Regions from separate parts of the Mus musculus genome. Here region 2 is linked to region 1. The links are chromatin contacts, called in public promoter capture Hi-C maps. All regions are on one chromosome and are shown on one strand. Each heading gives the region's core, a stretch centred on a gene start, on an enhancer-like site or on the middle of the called end of the contact. The rest is flanking DNA. Distances are from core to core; before and after follow the strand shown. Region 1 overlaps Rgs7bp (regulator of G-protein signalling 7 binding protein). Region 2 holds the start of Ipo11 (importin 11).

Evidence for each region. Promoter capture Hi-C pulls out the DNA fragments that hold promoters and counts their contacts.
Region 2: a contact with region 1 is called in a promoter capture Hi-C map of pre-B cells. The contact joins the promoter of Ipo11 here to the enhancer-like site in region 1. A contact is called at or near these places in 12 of 39 promoter capture datasets (the 3T3-L1 cell line, 3T3-L1-derived adipocytes, the C10 cell line and 8 more) and 2 of 115 datasets of contacts at active chromatin or transcription factors (differentiating embryonic stem cells and embryonic forebrain).

Annotation. Positions count from the first base shown.
Region 1 is chr13:104,946,494-104,951,834 of GRCm38.p6, forward strand. It overlaps Rgs7bp (regulator of G-protein signalling 7 binding protein), which reads right to left. Exons shown (of 6, transcript NM_029879.2): 6 at 660-5,089. The coding sequence ends at 4,998. Among named protein-coding and RNA genes, the nearest start is that of Gm41048, 34 kb to the left of the region's middle. Within about 2 kb of position 1,663, at least 20 of the 459 cell types and tissues checked have an H3K27ac peak or open chromatin away from gene starts, as enhancers often do. A contact at or near this core is called in pre-B cells, where this site is marked.
Region 2 is chr13:106,934,780-106,940,025 of GRCm38.p6, forward strand. Ipo11 (importin 11) reads right to left here and starts at 2,179. Exons shown (of 30, transcript NM_029665.4): 1 at 1,981-2,179.

The sequences.
Region 1 (5,341 bases), core at 413-2,912:
AGGATATACCACATCTAGACATATAATGTAGGCATATTTACAAAATGTCCTTTCTTGCATGACTTTTAAAACAATGAATAAATGCATCTTAGCTCATGTTTTTGCTTAACATTAAATAATATAATTACATGTATTGTATGTGCATGTGTGTGCATGTGTGTGTGTGTGTGTGTATACAGACACATATGTCACAGAGTGCATGTGGAGATTAGAGGCCAACTCATAGGAAGAAACAGTTCCCTCCTACCATGTGAGTCCAGGGGGTTCTAACTTGCTTGGCAGTAAGGGTCTTCTCATGCTGAGCCATCTTGCTGGCCTATTGCTGAGCTTTTAGGAAGAGAATTTCTTTAATGTGAAGTTACTAGGTATGTATGAAAAACACATAGTGCCAAGATATTTCCCAGAAAGATCAGATCAATTTATACTCCTGTTGACTATAAGAGAATGTTTATATTTCAAACTTCCTCAAGGTTCCCAGAAGCTTATATATGCACATGTCTGTCTGAGTTGTTTGTATCTGAACTTTTGGCCACTAGTCTATTCAAATATGTTCAATGCTATCTGTGGATTACCTTAGTGTACAGTGCATTATTACCTTGAATCCTGATCTCAAACGGGAAAGTTTGATATTTTTCTCCCTCTGAATCACAAAATATTATTTATGGCATCCACTCATCATCTACTCATTCGATAACCGTGTTTTCAGTATTTGGTTTGTATATGGCACTATCTTAGGAGCCGAGAAAAAAATGTTAAGCAAAATGTATGTTTCCTTTTATACTTTCAATTTAGTGGGACAGACAGATGATCACACAAGCAGTAATGGGGAAAGCACAGGTCTTGTAAATCATAGAGACTTCCCAAAGTGCTGAGGTCCTTCACGTAGTAGAGGCCTAATCTCTTTCTTGCATGCATTGTAAATATTACTTTCTTTTCATTTGGTTTATTGTTTACTTTACTGTATAGGAGTTTTACATTCTTTTTAAAGACTGGTATCAGCCCATCCATCTTTTCTTTTTCACTCCTGCCTTTGGTTTTACGCTTAGGAAAGGCTTTGATTCCCCACAATAAGACACTATCTTCACCAATCGGGATGACAAGTATTCTTCATTTTTGTCATTCATTCTCATGTTTTAAAATTTAAATACTTATTTTATCTAGAATTTATTTTGATTAAACTATAGACCTAAGATTGCACCCAGGAGAGGTTAATTAGTTATCCCTACACAACTTACTTAATTATCCAGACTTTCGTCGGATTTGAAATGTAGTGTTCTCAGTTATCTTGTGTTATTGGATCTATCATGGGTGATGTAGCTGCTTGTGAGAATTTACTGTGAGACCGGCATAGTATGACTGCTTTTCTGTATTCTATCTATAGTTACGGGAAAGGTAAGCATTTTCTGTGGTTATATGATATTCTAGAACAAAAGGAAAACACAGATAATGCTTAGGCACGGATGTGTGGGGAAGGGGTTTAAGCTGCATGATAATTCTTTATTCTCACAACCCTGAGACTTTCACAGTCTGGAAGTCGTCATGGGCTCCTTGTTAATGGGCCCATTGGCAGATTTTCTGGAATAAATAAGATGCTTTGTGTATTTGCTTTGGTCTTTCTGAAGCTCAGTTTCCACTAGGTGGCAGCATTGCCTAAATCCGAGCATCCTAACGTTTCACAAGAGTAGGAAGGAACACAACCCGTTGGGCGGAGTTTGGGACTCCCCACCCCCACCCCCCGCCCCCAAAACCAATTAGGACCCTGCTGCTTCTCCAGCTTGCTTTGTACCCCTTTAATGAGTGGCACACCGGGCAGTTTGCAATGAGTCTGAGTCTAGACACCAAACATCAGTGGTCAGACTTTAAAGAGATACTTTGGCCTGAAGGTTACTTCATGTTGTCTTTCCCAAAAGAGTCTTTGAGCTCAGCCCCAACTGATTTAGAGCCGGGAAATGTGATTTTAAACAATACATTTGCTGTAAAGTTCAGGTGATGTTTGCTTTCTTTATACGTGGGGATGTTTTTCAGATTTCCCACAAAAAGATAAAAAAAAACCATATATTCATTATAATTTGCAGGAAAACCTAAAATAGAATATAAAAAGTATGGCGATAAAATGAGAGGCCTTTTTTCCTGTTTGTACACATGGGTTTGTGAGAGAATATTCAGCGTTTTCCTCAGACCCTTACAGATCAGCTGGATGCTTCTGTTGAGGGCAAAGACCATTTCCTGCAAGGAGCAGAGGGAGGGAGCAGAACTTTATCTGGTGGACCCACACCTAAGGAAGTCCTTTGGCAGGTTAGAGGAGAGAGGGGCATCCTAGAGGATGCACTTGGCATATCCTCCAGGGTCTTAACTCTTCTAAAACAAGTTAAATTAAAAGGGGAGGTGGTGAGTTGCCCAAGGCAACCATGAGCCCGCACAGGTACCAGAACCTTGATTGTTAATGCTGCTTTCGGACCTGCTACTGAAAGAACATCCATAGATCTTGGAGTATATCTATCTATGGGAACTATAAAATTGAGCAATGGCTGGAAACCAGGCACTGAATAAAACATAAGGTGGTCGACTTTATTACCTCAGATATGCAAAGTCTGGCTAGGTAATTAGACAAATTCCCATCTCCATGAATAGCTCTCACGGCCTTCTCAGACATGGAGGTGAGACCTGAATTTTTTTTTTTTTTTAACAGTCTTCAGTTGTACAAAGGACAATTGCACAGAAGGTGTTGTCGTCACGCTGAGACTAAGGAGAGAGCTGGGACAAATGAAAGAAGCAGGAGAGGTTTAGGTCAGAGGTTTAGGTCGGGCATCCACAAGAGCGTGCCCCGCACCCCAGGCTTGTCAGTTAGTCCATTTGCATGGATTGCTAGGAATGAGGCTGAAGCTAAGCGTTCAATCCAGTCAGAGTGTGGGAAACAACAGAGACAGGAGCCGAGATCATGCCAATTTAGAAATAATAGCTCATAAATGAGAAATGAGATAACCTTGGAACTTAACTAACTTGAAATGACCTGCAACCAGGAGAGAAGAGTAGGCTTTATTCAAGATGGCAGGATAGGAGAGTTGGGAATAGTTCCTTGTGAGGAGTCTTTAAATAATTCTTTCCATTGTTTCATGAACATTCCATTCAGAAAGTTATAATTGTCTCATATAACTTGTCAAAAGTCCTTCTCTCACTGAATCCAGTCTTACTAGTAACAGTACATTAGCTACCAGCTTAGTGCAGCATAGTAAGGGGTGGGGGTGGGGTACCAAGAATATGGTCGACAGCAACTAGTGGAATTGAAATGAAGACCAATCATAGACTTTGGAGATCTCTTCCATCCCAGAATTCTTTCACTTTTGATACATAAATATAGGAGAAAATTCCAAGAGCTGTTTCTTTGCAGATTTTAGGTTGAACTATGTGAAATTGCTGGTTTTAAAAATATAGATCAAAACAGTCAAATATCAGCCATTTCATAGAATTCAACCTAATACAACAATTGTCCATGCTCTCTCCATCTTCCATAAAGTGAAAGGCTTTAAAAGTATTTAGTTTTTAGGCCAGAATATTAATGTACAAATAAGTGCCTCCCCAAGGCTGGGATTAAAGCCACTTGCAGGCAGCTAGTCTGTCCCTCTTAAGATTGGACACCTGTGCCTCTGGTCTGACTCGGAGATCTGTCAGAACAGGGAACAAAAGTGCAAAGACTCCTGGGAAATTTCATTGGGGGTGGGGGGAAGGGTCAAAGGAAGGACAGGAGGAAATAAAACAGGATTTGTAGCATATTACAAGTTCGTGGGAAAAGAGCGCAGCAGAGCCATGAGCAGAACAACACAGCGTGTGGCTCCCTCTTTTCTAAAATACAGTATTGCTTAATGTGTCCCGTTCTCGAGAGTCCAAGCATAAGACAGGACACAGAATACACATTGGAAAAGTCATATCTGCATAGTCATCTAAAATGAGACAAGCTAAGCTTAACTAAAACATCTTTTTTCATTAATAATGTAAAATGTTAAATAGTTTTATGATCTGAGCTAATTCCAGCATGCCCTATAAGATTTAACACTATGCTGATGTGTGGACCCATGCTTCAGGTTTCAATTCAAACAAAATGTGATAATATTGAATTTTACATCTGAGGGTAATTGTTTATGCTACTACATCATTTCTTAACCGGATAACTTCATTTCCCAAGAAGCTTAAAAAGACACCATTGGATTAAAAGAAAGTTAGCTACCCATATGCATTGTTTGAAGATAGTAGGATTACTGTGTATTTACAAAATGTATTTTTCATATATGACTCTGTTGCATTATAAATTAAGATGTTCTGATGTTGATACTTAGCGATTCTGACAGAATGGAAGACTAAATGGAAATGAGTGCAGAGACAGCAACGCGTGAGGTGGCGTGTGTTTGGTTATAATATTTCTAATGATACTCATAGATTGGATTCTTGAACAGTTTTGCTGTTTTAAATAGATTTCTATATTTAGAGACATCTTTTATATCCGATAAATCGTTAACATGATATCAGCAAGAGTTACAGATATACTATTATATGTGAAATAATTTTCTGTATAATACATTTTTAAAAAACCTTTAAATAATTTAAAAATCAAATTTCTTGCATCTGTCACGGCATGGTTCAGAGCAGACATGCACAATGTCAACTTTTTAAAACTCCCTTTAAAAACAGGCTGCACCTCTTTGAATCTGTTCTTTCTTTCTTCCTTCCTTCCTTCCTTCCTTCCTTCCTTTCTTTCTTTCTTTCTTTCTTTCTTTCTTTCTTTCTTTCTTTCTTTCTTTCTTTCTTTCTTTCTTTCTCTTTTCCTTGATGGCAGCTGCTTTCAAGTGTGAAATCATTTAAAATGGCAGGGAGAGGCAGATAAAAGTAACAAGGGAGCATAGAAAACATGGTCAAAACCGGTCTCGGTGTTCCGCGGTGTGGAGGTCTTACGGTTCTGTGGTGTTTCTCAGGTGATCTTGGCGGTGAGTTTCCGGGGAAGCCACCTAGCTTGAGACAAGACAACATAAGCCGAAGAACCTTCTCTTCCGTCTTCTGACCATGGGGTAGGGCGTTAGATTCAGAAGGCTGCTGTCATCTGTGGTGGGACACAGTGTGCACAGGAGTGAGTTACAGACAAAGTAACCTGCTCGTTATGAAGTGGGCTTAAAACGCCATCATCCTGTCTGTCCCATTTTAAACCTCAGCTACACTGGACTAGATAATGCTGTGTTGTGGGAGGCTATCTCAAGCATCAGAAGACTTCATTAACCGTTTGTTGTTAGAAGAAACCCCCTCCCCCAGTACCCCCTTCTACCCCAATGAAGGACTTCATCAGTGTCCCTGGCCT
Region 2 (5,246 bases), core at 929-3,428, 2.0 Mb after region 1:
ATGCACTAAGGTATCTCTGAGTTAAGGCCAGCCTGGTCCACACAAACTAAAGCTACACAGTCAAAGTCTATCTCAGAGATAGTAATGATGATGATAATAAATCAGAACAAAGATTAAATATACACATATGCCCATGCAACACACACACAAACACAAACTAATCAGGACTGGAGAGATGGCCTGGCACAGGCTGCACATCCTAAGGACCCAAGTTTGATTCCCAGCAGGCACACAGGTCAGGTGGGGCACAACCTGTAATTCCATTACCAGAAGATCCAAGCCCCTCTTCTGCCTGTTTCAGGAACAGCACAGACAAGAGGACACAGGAAGATCTTTTAAGCCGGGCGTGGCAGCGCACGCCTTTGATCCCAGCACTCGGGAGGCAGAGGCAGGCGGATTTCTGAGTTCCAGGCCAGCCTGGTCTACAGAGTGAGTTCCAGGACAGCCAGGGCTATACAGAGAAACCCTCTCGAAAAACCAAAAAAAAACAAAAAACAAAAAAAACAAAGATTTAGCTTTTAAAAGATAAATCAAAAAAAAACAAAAAACAAAAACAAAAATAATTAAACATTACCTTTGCCTAAAAATGGATATCTGTATTCTTGAGAAACATCTTCAGTATATCTTATATCCAAATACTACAAGTACTATTCTGCCTTCTAGCTTGGTGCTGAATGTAAATACATTTCATAATATCACAAAATCTAAAGACTTGTTTAATTACCAAATAACTGTTGCACACTGCTTTGGAACCTCCATCCATATTACTACAACCAAATTCCTTTGAGAATTCTCTTTTGGCTTTAAGAAGTGTAATCAAGGCAAAAAAAAATGCCCTCCTGCCCTATAGCTATTACACATGTCCACAAAATAAATTAAAATGTTTATGCTAGACACCATCAGAACACCCAAAGAAGAAGAAAAAAGTCTGCAATCCTACCACCAGCAGGAAAAAAAAATTCTAATTCTACCAAAATTTTCCTCTGTGTGGAACAAAGATGTGGGGAAAGCTATCAAGCCATGTAGGTAATGATGTAAAGAAAGCTATCAAGCTCATATAATGAAGTCATTCTGCCCTTAACCAAAGAACAAAATTCTGAAATAATGTGGAAATGGAAGAGAAAAATCTCAGTCCACGAGAGGTTAAAATATATGGTTGCCAACTGCTCTTCCTTGCTTCCTTCTATACAACAAGCATATCTTAAAGGCATTATCGCATGTAACAGAGCTCCTGTAACGTGTGGAGAAGAGGTGTGCCAACTACAACCTTGGCACCAGAAGCCAGATTACCGGTCTTTGCTATGTACGCAAAAAAAAAAAAAAAAAAAAAAAAAAAAAATCACTCTGCTGTAAGATTCTCACGTTGACCACGCAATAAGAGAATTAAGGGGAAAAGAGCAAATGCTATGGGCCTCGAAATAATTTTGCTGAATCACAAATATTCCCAAATGTAAAGCTGCAGGAGTCGCTGAGCCTGTGCACTGGCGGCCATACCTCAGCATGAATCTCCTCTCGGAGAATTGATGTTGAAGTCCCTTCACTTTTTCCTTAAAGGTGAAGGAACGATCGGAATGCTTAAAGCTTTCCAAAGCACAGCTTCCACGGCAAGGTCGCGTGTGCAGCTAACTCCACACACCGGTCTTGGGAAGGGGAACACGTTTCCCTCGTGCTGTGCAGCCCAAAGCCTCCAAGGACAAATACAGCCCCCTGGCCGGCGACAGGGGACACAATAGGTACCCTCGCCTTTGCTCAGCCTGTCACTCAGACCCTGCCACGCCGCACCGTGGACCCAGCACCCAGAGGCTTCCCACAGCCCGGGAGCCCGTGCTCGCCCGGGCTACACCAGAGCCGCGAGGGCCCACGGCCACGCCGCACAGCTCCGCGGGACCCCGCGTTCCGCCCTCGGCGCGGGGTCTCTCGCTGCCCAGCCCACTCCTCCCTTCCTTCCTTCCATCCGCGCGGCTCGCGGCCGGGCCTCACCGCGTGCTTCGGTCCGGAACCGCCCGGCCCGCCCCTTTCCACTTGTCCACACGAAGCGGCGTTGGTTGCTTCCTCGTCCCCCACGCTCCTAGTCCACACGCTGCCGCCTACTGATGCCGAAAACGGCTTCTAGGAACGCGCCATGTTCCGCGTCGCCACTCCAAACGACGAGGGCGCGCTAAAATTACGTCACAGGTTCCCAGAGCGCCGAGAGGCCGAGGAGGGAGGCCATAGGACGGCGGAGGGAAGGGGAGGGAGGAACTCGAGTTCGAACCCGAAGGCGCGCGGCAGCCAATAGGGTTGTGTGCGCTTGCGTGGTACCCGGAGCAAGGCGCCGGCTTAGGGGCCCCTGTAACTATGGAAACCGTAGGTCCGGAGAAAATCGATAGTCTCCTGCGCTGATCGAAGCCTAAGTCAAAACCATTCATTGCATCTTCACTATTCTGTCAGCTACTTGGTTTAGGAGTCTGTCACGGCAGAAGAGGGTCATCAAAAGAATCCCATTGATGAACTCTGCCACCATAGGTATTTGGATGAGCATTGTTGGTTTTGGTTTTTTTTTTTTTTTTTGGGGGGTGGGGGTTAGAGTTCTGCTGGTTTTTGTTTTGTTTTTTGTTCTTGTTTTTTCGAGACAGGGTTTCTCTGTATAGCCCTGGCTGTCCTGGAACTCACTTTGTAGCCCAGGCTGACCTCGAACTCAGAAATCCGCCTGCCTCTGCCTCCCGAGTGCTGGGATTAAAGGTGTGTGCCACCACGCCCCGCTAGAGTTCTGCTGTTTAATCAGGGTCTCAGGACCCCAGGCTGGCATCGCTGAGGATGACCTTCAAATTCCGACGCCGCCACTTCTCAAGTGTTAGGGTTACATGCATATAGTCTCTGTTGGGAAGGTTTAGGAGTGCCCAGTCATTGAGTTAACCAAAGGCATTTCAAAAATAAGCTAATGTGTGTGTGGCTTTCATTCCAGAATCCAAAGAGTTCCTGGAGAGTGGGTGGAAGTGCGTGATCCTCTGGGAGCACAAAGTGGTGTAGCACAAACTCACAGCTACATGGTTGGTCTAAAATGTATCCACATTCCCGTTGATGCTAATGTTGCCAACCACCCAGAGGATGTGTCCAATGGTAGAGAGACAAGCGATAGTTAGTGTGGGAAGAAAGAATTAAGTAGTTATTAAAAAGAGAAATTTTGAAAAATAGAACTCTTTTATTGGAGTCATAGGTCTTTTGTAAATCTTAGGAAATGTTTAATTTTAAAAAATGAGCATACGCAGGCCGGGCATGGTGGCACATGCCTTTAATCCCAGCACTTGGGAGGCAGAGGCAGGCGAATTTCTGAGTTCAAGGCCAGCCTGGTCTATAGAGTGAGTTCCAGGACAGCCAGGACTACACAGAGAAACCCTGCCTCAAAAAAAAAAAAAAAAAAAAAAAAAAAACACACAACAACAACAACAAAAGCATACACAAAGTGTGTCTAGAATACTAGGACCCCAAATTAGGATGTATTCAGAAGTACTAATTTTGACTAGTATTGAATGGAAGATGCAGGTGCATATTGTTGACAAAACAAATATTTACAGCTAGATGAATAACCCTCAATCCACTGTACTTCATTACTATATTTTCATGCTCAATTTTGAGAGAATAGGGAAAATATTAGAATTAACTTATCATTGAGTGTCTTCAGGTTATATTTGAAATCTTTTTCTTTTTGGGGGTGGGGGAGGGTGGGTTGCTAAGAGTAGAACACATGGCCTTGAACATGCCAGGCAAGCACTGTAACCACTAAACTATTTCCGCAGTGTGTATTTGAAAACATAGTGCTTTTTGCATACAATTGAGAACTACAAAGAGAAAGCAGAAAATTGGTGATGAAATGCTAAATTAAAGAAACATTGAGAGCTGGGCGTGGTGGCGCACACCTTTAATCCCAGCACTCAGGAGGCAAAGGCAGGCGGATTTATGAGTTCAAGGCCAGCCTGGTCTACTGAGTGAGTTCCAGGACAGCCAGGGCTATTCAGAGAAATCCTGTCTCGGAAAAAAAGAAAGGAAGGAAGGAAGGAAGGAAGGAAGGAAGGAAGGAAGGAAAGAAACATTGAGGGGGCTGTAGCGATAGCTCAGAGATTAAGAGAGCATGGAGAGGTTCTGGGTTCAATTCCCAGCATCCATATGGTAGTTCACACCATCTATAACCCCAGTTCCAAGGGATCCAATGTAGCCTTCTGATCTGTGAGGGTACCAGCAAGCTCCTAGTGCACAGACATACATTCAAGGAAAACACTCACATACATAAAATAATTATTAAGTTGTTATTTAATTAAAGAAACATTGGCTTCCCTTACCCCCTCTCTCTGTCACACACACACACACACTTACTTTTTTTATAACATCAGTCAGATACAGTGGCCCATCTCTGTAATCTCAGAACTCAGGAGGCAAAGGCAAGAAGACTGTGAGCTTTAAGACAACCTGGCTTACATAATAAGGTCCAGGACAACTTTGTCTATACACTGAGATCTTTGTGTCTTGGAGGGAAAGAGCAGACACATTACTGCACATCTGTAATCCCAGAACATCTGTATTCCCAGCACACGGGTTTTGGACACTCAAGGATCAGGAGGTTAAGGACAGACTCAGCCACATAATAGTCTGGGGGCAGCCTGAGCTACGTGAGTCCTAGCTAAGAGAAACAAAAATAAAAATACATAAACTTTAAAACTCAGCTCAACAATCCCAGAACTCAGGAGGCTGAAGCAGGAGGACCACTACAAACTTGAGAATGGGTTTGGTGAATTCCAGGTCCCCCGGACTACAAAATGAAACCCCGTCCCAAAAAGTAAACAAACAAGCAAACTTTTTTTCTTTAAACTTATTTATTTTTAATTATATGAGTACACTGTCACTGTCTTCAGACACACACCAGAAAAGGGTGTCAGATCCCATTATAGGTGGTTGTGAGCCACCATGTGGTTGCTGGGAATTGAACTCAGGACCTTTGGAGAAGCAGTCCGTGCTCTTAACCACTGAGCAATCTAATCTCTCCAGCCCACAAGCTAACTTTAAAAAGAATAAGAATTTAAAAGATGTGTGTACATATGTGTGTGTTATGTATGTATGTATATGTATATATATATATATATATATATATATATATACACACACACACACACACACACACACACACACACACACACATAAATAATCTCTCAACAAAGCTCAGTGGTAGAGTCTTTGCCTATTATGCACAAAGCACTGTATTTGATTCTTAGCAC